Regions from separate parts of the Mus musculus genome. Here regions 1 and 2 are each linked to region 3. Evidence: chromatin contacts called from public HiChIP or PLAC-seq data. All regions are on one chromosome and are shown on one strand. The core of a region is the stretch at or near the end of the contact, and the rest is flanking DNA. Distances in the headings are between cores, read along the strand shown.

Region 1 (3,329 bases), core at 418-2,917, 210 kb after region 3:
GTTCCTACTCTAGTCTACTATATAGTCCACCTTCCACCTACGCCATTGTAAATACTTGTGTATGGGTGTAACTCAGCTATCTATAATTGTAAGTATCTACTCTGGTTCCTTCTTAGATCACAAACTTCCTTCTTCCTAGATCATGGTAAATTTCTGTGTAGGGCAGTGACTTAGCTATCCTTGCCCAGGGTCAGCTCAAGGACTGCCTAGAATCTAACTTAGCTATATGTCAAAATATCAATCCTTAGGAGCACTTATAATAAAGCAATATTAAGGGAAAGCACACAGATCTGTTTACCAACTAAAGCAAGGACATTGGAGCATTCTTTATACAGGATGCCATGATTCCAGGAGACTAAGTTTCCGTGAACTTTTCGCCTTGGGACAGCACCCAGGTTTTCAGGGCCTGTCGCGCGTGTCACTACTGGAGTGGACATAGCAGGTGTGTGTACATGTGTGGGGTCACCCACATGTCATGGTGCACCTGCGGAGATCAGAGGACAGCATGTGAGAGGCAGTTATTTCCTTCCACCATGTGACTCCCAGGAACTGAACTCCAGTCTCTAGGCTTGCTGGCACTCTCCTTCACCCACTGAGCCATCCCTCACCACCCACCATTCACTCTGTAATAACTCCTTCTGCTCGTATATCATTCAGTGTCTATGAGACCACTTGGCGATGAACCATCGTGGGCTTGCAGACGTGACCCTGGGTGATGTTCTCCTGCCAGTTCGTGTGCCATAGAGGTGTGACAGTGCTGACCAGCAGGGATGGTCACCAGGGGAAACTGTGATCCAAATCAACACACACAGGTCTGTCCTGGCCATACTAAATAAATGCAGGATACTCTTCAGTCACGCTGGTGACACACCTTGGCTTATCTGCTATTCCTGATGGTCAGGCCAGCTGAATCTACATGCAACAATGCTCTGGTCCACCTTCCAGGTCATTCCTAGACACTGTGCTGATTTCCAAAGCTCGCTGAGTGAGTGAGCTCTCTCGGTGTCTGCAGCACTCTGGGCTTCAATCGTCAATGAGTGACTTTTACTTTCTGACTTCCATTTTCCTTCCCAGACATCTCCCGCTATCGTGGAACCTTAACATGCGTGGGTCTGGGGAGGTATCTGTGGCTCATTCTATGAATTCATTCTTTCTCTGAATGTCAACCACAAGTTCTGGGCAGCCTGCCGAACCTCTGCAGTCAACTGGCAATCGCTGTCATCTCCGCAAAAGTGAATGCTTGGATAATCTATCCCCTGTGTCCGGGAGATTGAGTCCTCATGCAGGCTCTGTTGTCATTGTTTTAAGCTGGGACATGTCGTGTGCTTCCTACGTGTGACTGCCATAATCACTTTCTTTTGCTGTGGGAACGATGGGGAGATTGTACTGAGACACGGGAAGGTGACGGGGCCACGCAGCGCTGGGCTGGGATTCCACAATTACCGATTGTGAAGGGAAACTGTTATCAAAGGAGCGGCAGGAGACCGTCTTGGGGCACCTCTCCAAGTCAGGAAATTTGAAACATATATTTCACAGACACGCATTTCCCTGTAAACCCCACTGCATAATGCATGAGGCTTGATTTAATGTCATTGTTAATTCGGGGCTCACAATGGTGGGCTCTTAAGGGAGCCATCATTTTTCTTTCTTTCTTTCTCCCTGGCAGCAGAACTCTGAGACCCTTTGGGGTTATTCAGCATTCTGAGAGCACAGACGCCATGGGGGGGGGGGTGCAGACGCATGGTGGCTTTTCCAGAGGCTACGAGCAGGACAAGGGGGCTGGCTGCCTCGGAAGGCCATACTGAGCCATGCTGGAAGCCCACTTTGTTTGACTATTTGGGGTCAGAGAGGAAGGGTTGGGGTTGTCAGAAGGAAGAAAGGGAGGAGAGAGGGAGGAAAGAGGAGGGAAATGAAGAGAAAGAAAGAAAGGGGGAGAAAGAGAGAAGGAAAGTGAGAGATAGAAAGAAAAAAGGGAAAAAAGAAAGGGAAATAAAAGGAAATAGAAAAAAGAAACAAAGAAAGCAAAGTAAGAGAAACAAGAGGAAAAAGAAAGGCTTTGTAATGGAGGAGCAGGAGGAGGAAGGGGAGAGGGAGGAGAAGAGAAGGAGGGGAAGGGGGAGAAGGAGGGGGAGGAGAGGAAGAGGGGGAGGAGAAGGAAAGGAGGAGGAGGAAAGGAAGAAAAGAGGATGAGGAAGTAGGGAGGGGAGGAAAGGAAGAGGGAAGAGAAGAGAAGGAGAAGGGGAGGAGGAGAAAAGGAAGAAGAGGGAGAGGAAGAGGAGGAGGGGGAGGGGGAAAGAAGGAGGGGAGGAGGGGGAGTAGAGAAGGAGGAGAAGAGAAAGAGAAAGGGGAAGGAAAGGGAGGAGGAAAAGAAGGAGGAGGAGGAGGGGGAGGAGGAGGAAAAAAAGAAGAAGGAGGAGAAGAGGAAGAAGGAGGAAGAGGAGGAGGAGGAGAAGGAGGAGGAGGAGCCATCAGTGTCATGAAGCCCAGGAGAATCCATGTGGCTTCGGGTGACCTGGCAAGACAGAGCAGCAGGAAGCAGACAAAACTCTACACAAAGCCTGGTGGGCAGGTAGTGGGGCCCCTGACACGTGTGACTGGAGCTTGGCTAGGGGCTCAAGGGCACCAAGGACTCTCTCAATACAGGTGTCAGGCCAGTGCCTGAGTCCGGCCCCTGAGCTCAGCAGCAGTGCAGGCCAGGCTCTCCCGAGCTCCTGAATACAGGCAGGGCGTTTGCTGAAGGATACTTCAGCCCAGGGCCACTTTAGACTGCCAGCAGAGGTGTGACAGTGTTGAGCAGCAGAGATGGCCACCAGGAAGACAAATCTACTTTAATCTCAAAAAAATTCTATGTGGTGTGATACACTGTCATCTACAAGCCCGCCCTGAAGAACTGCAGGGCTGAGTAACAGGCCCCCTCCAGTTCACCAACAACGCTCATGTTCTAAGCATTGGGCTTTCACTTTGCCCATGCCTAGTCAGGGATCAGACAGAAAAGAGCAAGCTTGCTGAGGCTGACCATGCTGGCAATACTAGCTCAGGTCTGTACACTGCCACAGAGCTACAGTTTCCAGAGATGGAAGGGGCCTGCGGTATAAGCCCCATGCTGTCCCAATGGGAAGAGCAAGCCTCGCCTCTCCCTTCGTTTCGTTCCCCCCTCCCTCCAAAAGGAGCAAAGCAGATGCCTACACGGGTTCAGTCACAAACTAGGGTCATCTTGAAAGAGAAATCTCAATTGAGAAAATTCCCCCATCAGATTGCTTGTATGCAAGTCTATGGGGGCATTTTCTTGATTGATGGTTCATCTGTGAGTGTCCTGCCCAGCATCGGCA
Region 2 (3,453 bases), core at 8-2,507, 240 kb before region 3:
GCGATGCAGAAGTAACCAGCAAGAACAACCAAGCCTTAAGCTTGAGCAGAAGGAATGTCCCAGAAGCCATGGTGGATCTGGCTTCCTGCATTCATCAAGTTGCCCAATCAAACTGAGCTGAGTCTTGCTGTGGGCACATCTGGAGAGGGGCAGACACCAAATCAAGCTCTGTTAAGTTTCAGATCTCTTTGAGTAAGGGCCAGACCCTAGAATCATGGCGTCTACAAGACTCCCACAAAGGAGGTCGCATGCATCATCCCCATCTCTTAGACAACGGGAAAGGCAGAAAGAAAGATCTACCCAAGGCCTCACGGCAGATCCTGAACCCAGGTGAACCCCAATGCAGCCCTTTGCCCACACTGTATCTATAGTCTTCTAGAAGACAGCCTTGTCCAGGCAGCACGCAGGTCCCAGCTGTGTTCCAGGAATGGAACAAAGGTTGTGCCACGCAGGCCTGCTCAGCAGAGGCTCCGAAGCACAGGGGCTAGCTCTCAGATGTTACCTTCGCAGGAGACACCATCCGACTGCAGCTGGTAGCCCACAAAGCAAGAGCAGATCACCTCGTCCCCAGTGTCACGGCACTGCTGCTTACAGGGCCCGCCACCTGCAACCAGAGTCCATGGGAGCTAGTGAACAGACTGAGCGACCTTCAGAGACCCTTCCAGGATGCACGGACACAGAAAACAGGCTCCTTGCCACAGCCACGTGTGGTCCTTGGGACACTCCCAAGCCTCGGCTCTGAGCGTCTCCGGGGCCTCTGAAGGCAGCAGAGGTCTGACAAGTTAGGAACCTTGTGTTGCTTCTGTGGTTAGAGTGGACCTGGGGAGGCATACTGCTCGTGGTCAACAAGAGGCCTGGGGGGAACAGGCTCCACCTGGAGGCAGGGCTCTATCAGAGCCCATGTAACTCTCAAGGGTTTCCAGCTGCCCATTCCTGCTAGCTTGCCCATGTCCATGTCCGGTGCTGTGACAATTGTGGGTACAGCCTCTCCCTGCCTGGCACCTCCCCTGTGACTCACACGGGATACTTCGAGTGTAACCCCACTGGGATGATCTGTGTTTCCTTTGCCACAGCCTGGCTGGCTATCAGGGGCACGCAGGCCTTACAGCGATGGTGGCTAATGGATCCTCCTAAGTTGTCACACCGGCTGTCACTCTCGCAGAAATCATCTGTGGCCACCCAGAGAGGGCTCACTCCAAGCTTCCTGGGAACTCCTTATCTCCCTCTCCCCTCCCTCCTGGCCTCAGCGCAGGTTGACACTGAGTGCTGGCGCTATCACTTTGTGATTAAGCTGCCTGCATACCTAACACCCAGTCGCAGAGTGAACCCTTTGGGTGGAGCTGCAACAGAACGGTCAGGTTAGATGAGCCAGAATGTTCTTGAAGAAAAAGAATTTAGTTAGAAAAGGCTGCACTGCGTGGTCACTCTAACGTAAGTGCAAAGGTCTCCTAAGAGACCATGACTCTACAGGGACAAGCGGGGCTCCAGGGACACACAGATAAGAAATAGCTACTCTCCTGGGGCATCGCAGCCTTGGAGAAGTATCATCACCCACAGAGCCCAGGAGCTTGCTGGCACTGGAGTGCTCACACCAGTCCTGCCTCCATAAGCCACTGTCCCCGACAGATCCCCCCGGCTCTGAGCACTCAAGGGTGGAAGAAACAGGGAGCCCCAAGGGCCCCAAGAACAGAAGTACTTTCCAGCTGAGTCTTAGCAGAAGTCAACACTATCCCCTGGGCTTTCATAGCTACCTACCAAAGGACTCCCACAGATCCCAACATCTCACCTCGACAGCGGTCATTCAGGTACGGGTCTTCTTGGTCCTCCTCGTCAGGAATCTTAGCTAGGGGTAGAGAGATGACACAAGATGACACAAGCACCTGCTCCTCCTGTCAGGACCGGACACATCCGAGCACACCACACTCGTTCAACTTTGGTAAATGTACCCTCACATGAAGGGGCAGGTAAGCTCTCCCAACACACAGCCTGAATTAGTTATCGTAGTCGGTGAGTCTAAAGCTCAAGAGAGATGTGAATGAGGTAAAATTCCCAGCAAGCATAGTGCACGGATTGCCTGCAGCTTCTCAGGGCTTCCTGCACGACTCAGGAGCTCACAGTGTAAGAGAGCGGATGAAAGAACCAGGGGGTCGGGGCTGGAGAGATGGCTCAGCGGTTAAAAACACATCTTTCTTGCAGAGGACCTGGGTTCCGTTCCTAGCTCCCACACTTGGCTCACGGCCACCAGTAGTTCCAGTTCCTGGGGCTCCAATTCCCTCCTCTGTCCTCTAAGAGAACTCTTCTGACCATGGAGGGCACACGGTATACATATATGCAGGAAACACTCATACTCAGAAATATAAATTAAAAACAACAAGAAATTCCTATATCACAGAGCCATGGCCCTCAGGGCTTCAAGCACAGGTGGCTGTAGTCAATGGGGACAGGTAGAGCTGGCCAACAGAACTGCTTCTGTGGTCCCACAGCCCTCTGAGGAAGAGCCTGCCACCTGAACACAGATGCACCCAGCCACTGGCTCACACTGGCCAAGACTCAAAAAGGCCAAGTCCTCCCTCCACTACTGTTTGTCATGTGACCTTACACATCACTGTTTGTCATGTGACCTTACACATCAAGGCCTTCCTGAGAGGATCAGATCAAAGGGCAATCACCCACCAATTGCCAGGGCAAAGTGAGGTCTGCAAGGGAGCCAGCCTCCTGCAGAGCACGTGGCAATCTTCCTGTCTCACAGCCGTGATGGTCAACCTCACAGGGCAACTTGACGGGAAGTCACTATGAAGGGAGCTTTGGTGACAGTAGAGTGGTATTTAAATCAATGGACTCTGAGAGGAGCATATGGCCCCTCCCAGATGTTAAGTGAACCTCACTTAAGCAGTTGGAGGCCCTAAGAGATGGAGACGGGTGGGGGGGTGGGGGGGGGGGAAGAGAACCTCCTGCCAGCCAAAGGCCTTTGGAGTTCAGTAAAGCCAGCTTTTCCCTGGAGCTTTGGCCCGCCCTCCAACCCTCCGAGGCCAATCACACAGCTCTCTTTACACAGCTGTTCTTTGGTGTCCATGGGGATAGGTCTTGGGACCCTGGAGGGCATTAAAACCCACAGAAGAGGAGGTGGAGAGATGGCTCAGCAGTTAAAGGGCATGCGCTGCTCCTGCAGAGGATCCAGGTTTGGGCCCAGCAGCTATAGGGTGGCTCACAACCATCTGTAACAACAGTTCCATAAGATCCAGGTTTGGGCCCAGCACCTATAGGGTGGCTCACAACCATCTGTAACAATAGTTCCATAAGGTCCCATGACTGTTTCTGGCTCCAGTAGACACCACACACATGCGGTGCAGAGACATAAATGCAAACAAAACATCCCTACATATAAAATAAAAATAAATTCTTTTTTAAAAATCGACAGATAGCCAGGCGTGGTGGCACACACCTTTAATCCCA
Region 3 (3,037 bases), core at 164-2,663:
TTAGTCACTCAAGCCCTACCCTGAGCATCTCAGGGGAGCGGTACAAATCCCAGGTAAGGCTTGAACAGTATGCCAAAGCTGCCAATTTCCTGCTCTGGAGTGGTTTCCACACCTTGTGGTCCCACCCCACCTTCCTTAGAGACAATCTTCCTCAGCAGGCCTCTCTCCAGTCTCCATCACACAGCCTGCATTTATTGGGCGCTGGGAATACAGTTGTCAGAAGCCAGGCCTGAGGAATACACAGTGTCTTAGTTAGAGCTGCCATGGTGCAATGTCACAGACGGGAGGCTTAAACCATTCTGAGGACTGGGAAGCCCAAGGGAAAGGGGCTGGTTTTCTGAGACGCCTCCTACAGCTATGCAGTGTGATGTCAGGGGAGTGGTAAGGATGCTGTGCCTAGGAATAATAGAACAGGAGGCAGGCAAGATATAGTTTGTTTGTTTTTGAGGAAATGTATTGGAGGACACTGGGATCCAAAGGAGACAGGAGACTAGGAGAAGGGTATCCCAGACAGGGTGAAGAAGAGTCGGGGCAGACAGAACTTTATGCTTAGCATGATTGTGAGAATTTGACACTGGAAATGTAACTGGCTGAGACCAGCAGTGCATGGTCACCTACCCTGGTCCTGGGAAAGGACCACCGAGTGAGTTCAGAACGTGGCTTCTGGCGGCTGCTCCCTGCATCTTCCTCTTTTAGCACAGGGATGGATGCCCAGCTGGACCTTGGCCTTTAATTAGGATCACATGCAAGCTGATCTGATCCACCTCTGGCCTCTAGTCAGCACAGGAGCTAAGACAGGAAGCAACTCTCTGACCCCTTTTCCTAAGTGTTCAGCAGAGGAAACTGAGGCGTCCCAGGAGACCTCCGAAAGGAGGTGGTAACTTCTTGTTGAGTTTTGTGAAGCAAGTTTTTAGCAGAACCTACTTGGAAGGTTCAGACAGAAATAAGCAGAGCTGGTGTGCTGGAGGCTTCAGGGAATGCACAGGGCGGTGACAAAGCGCAAAATCAGTGAGGCGCAGAGGGGGCGGCTCAGAGGCGTGACTCTACTGGAGGGGGGGCGGGGGGCGGGAGAAAGTGGACTCAGGGTTGGGGAACACGGGCAGCAGGGAAGGTCAGCAGGCCAAGGAAGGTGTGGGAATGAGATGACGAGAACGTCACGCGACAGGTTGGAGCGAGGACGCGATGGGCTTTTGAAGTTGGCAGCAGCTGGTCGCAAGGAAGTAGGCGGGGCCAGGACCAGGGACGACTCACCGCCTTGCCCAGAGATCTGGGCGGAGTTTTAGGAGTATGAGGCAGGGCCTTTGCGTGTCGGGGGCGGGGAAAGGGCGGGTTTGGGGGCGGGCCCGCGTCGGGGGTGGGGCCTGGGCGGTGTCGAGCGCGCGCGGGCGGGCGGTGGCGGAGCTGAGGATCGCAGTGCTCCGCTGTGCTCCGAGGTCGGCGGTGGCGACGGCGGCGGCGGCGACGCACACAAAAGCGGATTGTGGCTTCACTGGTGCTCGCGGCGGGCGGCAGCGGGGCACGGGCGGCGGGGCGTGTCGGTGGCCCCCGCGGGCGCGGCGCGGGCGATGAGCCGGGGCCCGGCATGGCCTCCGCGCGGCCGCCGGGCAGGGCCTGTGCCTCGGCGTCCGCGCCCGCGGGGCTCCGGGCTGGGCCGGCCGCCTCCCGGGAGTCCGTGGACAGCAGCGAAGCGGAGGAGCGCTCGTTGCAGCACATGCTGCGCGCCATAGCCGAGGAGCGCGGACGCCTTAGCCTGCGCCGTGAGGTCTGCGGCCTGGGTGAGTGACGGGGACGGGCGCGCGCGTGAGTGTCCGCGCGAGTCCACCTCCGCTAGTCCCCCTGTGCTCCTTGCCCTCCGTGCATCCCCACCGCCCTGGGCTCTGTCTTTCGGGACCCCAAGTCTCAGTGTCTTTTTGGTACCACAGAACCCCGATCCTTGTGTCTCCGCGTCCCTATCTTCCTCTGACCGCCAGGATATCTGTCCCAGCTCCTTCTTCCTCTTCGTGGTTCCTTAACTCTTCTTCCTTCTCCTGGAAGATCTGGGGGCCCCACTGCTGCTGCAGGGAGTGTGGGCGTGAGATTTTGGGAGGCCCTTGAGTTCAGAGTTCAAGGCAGTGTGCCCTGACCACATTCCCCAGCCCACATGGAAGACCGCGGCTCTTGATTGCTGTAGCCTTTGTCTTTCTGCACCTAAAGGTCCTCTTGTCCATTAGCTCTACAAGGGACCTGTTGGGCCTCTGCCCCTTGACCCACCTACTTAGCACTGGAATCAGGGATTTGCTACAGCCTCTCCGGGTGTGATTCTGGTCTAAGGAGTCATTCAGCTGCTGGGTGGGGTGGGGGTGTCTCATTGTTTGAAAGGGCCTGGGAGGTGTGGGTGGGGTCGTCTTGGATGTGAGGTAATGCATAACTGATACATTTGCCCAGAACCATGTGGCAGAAACCCCCTCCCCTATAATCTTGGGCTTGTCATTTTCTCTAAAAAAAAAAAAAAAGACCCCTCCCTTCTTCATGTAAGGAATGACTTCATTCTATGTTGTGTCCCCTCACCCCCACCTCCCTGTCAGGGCTTGAGTTCTCTTTGAGGGAAGTAACAGCCTTCTAGATCCTGTCAGTGCTCCAAAGTGGAAGTGTACCCTGGTACCCTGGTAGGACCACAGTAGCAGAGGGAGAGGGTAACACCTGGAACTCAGGGTCCCTTGGTAGGCCACGCCCGGGAGGCTCTGTGAAAAGCAGAAGTGAATTTCAATTCTTTTTTTTTTTTTTTTTTTGAAGGAGACTTTTTTAGCACCTGGCCTTCTTAGGCAGCAGGGTCTAGCCCAGCTCACCTCAGCAAAGTTCTCTTGTCAGGCAGGTACAGCCACCTGGGGGTATAGATAAGGACACAGATTTTAGTGGGTTTTTTTCTCCAAAAAGGTGTCCAGAGAATGGTTTGTAGCTGATTTAGAGTGTCCTTATTAATGGACTCAGTAAACATGTATTTGAGCACCTACTGGGTGCCCACCTGTTAGGGCCAGCTGTCAACCTGGCACAGAATGTC

What was found. HiChIP or PLAC-seq counts read pairs in DNA pulled down with a chosen protein or histone mark.
Region 1: a contact with region 3 is called in an H3K4me3 HiChIP or PLAC-seq map of stem cell-derived neural progenitor cells, with 26 read pairs. The contact joins the enhancer-like site here to the promoter of 5031439G07Rik in region 3. A contact is called at or near these places in 3 of 39 promoter capture datasets (the C10 cell line, embryonic stem cells and hippocampal neurons), 12 of 484 Hi-C or Micro-C datasets (B cells, LSK cells, the NIH/3T3 cell line and 6 more), 13 of 115 datasets of contacts at active chromatin or transcription factors (astrocytes, bone marrow-derived macrophages, embryonic basal ganglia and 5 more) and 2 of 9 other capture datasets (liver and pancreatic islet).
Region 2: an HNF4G HiChIP or PLAC-seq map of pancreatic cancer cells shows a contact between it and region 3. The contact joins the enhancer-like site here to the promoter of 5031439G07Rik in region 3. A contact is called at or near these places in 2 of 484 Hi-C or Micro-C datasets (CD4 T cells and embryonic stem cells), 1 of 115 datasets of contacts at active chromatin or transcription factors (pancreatic cancer cells) and 2 of 9 other capture datasets (adipose tissue and embryonic stem cells).

The regions. Positions count from the first base shown.
Region 1 is chr15:84,773,964-84,777,292 of GRCm38.p6, reverse strand. No RefSeq gene overlaps it. Among named protein-coding and RNA genes, the nearest start is that of Gm52202, 15 kb to the left of the region's middle. Within about 2 kb of position 1,667, at least 26 of the 459 cell types and tissues checked have an H3K27ac peak or open chromatin away from gene starts, as enhancers often do. A contact at or near this core is called in embryonic forebrain and stem cell-derived neural progenitor cells, where this site is marked.
Region 2 is chr15:85,227,950-85,231,402 of GRCm38.p6, reverse strand. Fbln1 (fibulin 1) reads right to left here. Exons shown (of 17, transcript NM_010180.2): 5 at 1,787-1,843; 6 at 503-604. Among named protein-coding and RNA genes, the nearest start is that of Fbln1, 24 kb to the right of the region's middle. Within about 2 kb of position 1,257, at least 65 of the 459 cell types and tissues checked have an H3K27ac peak or open chromatin away from gene starts, as enhancers often do. A contact at or near this core is called in adipose tissue and pancreatic cancer cells, where this site is marked.
Region 3 is chr15:84,986,347-84,989,383 of GRCm38.p6, reverse strand. It overlaps 5031439G07Rik (RIKEN cDNA 5031439G07 gene), which reads left to right and starts at 1,413. Exons shown (of 10, transcript NM_001033273.3): 1 at 1,413-1,775. The coding sequence starts at 1,712. Gm39558 (a long non-coding RNA gene) reads right to left here and starts at 1,349. Exons shown (of 4, transcript XR_875533.1): 1 at 1,252-1,349; 2 at 1-229.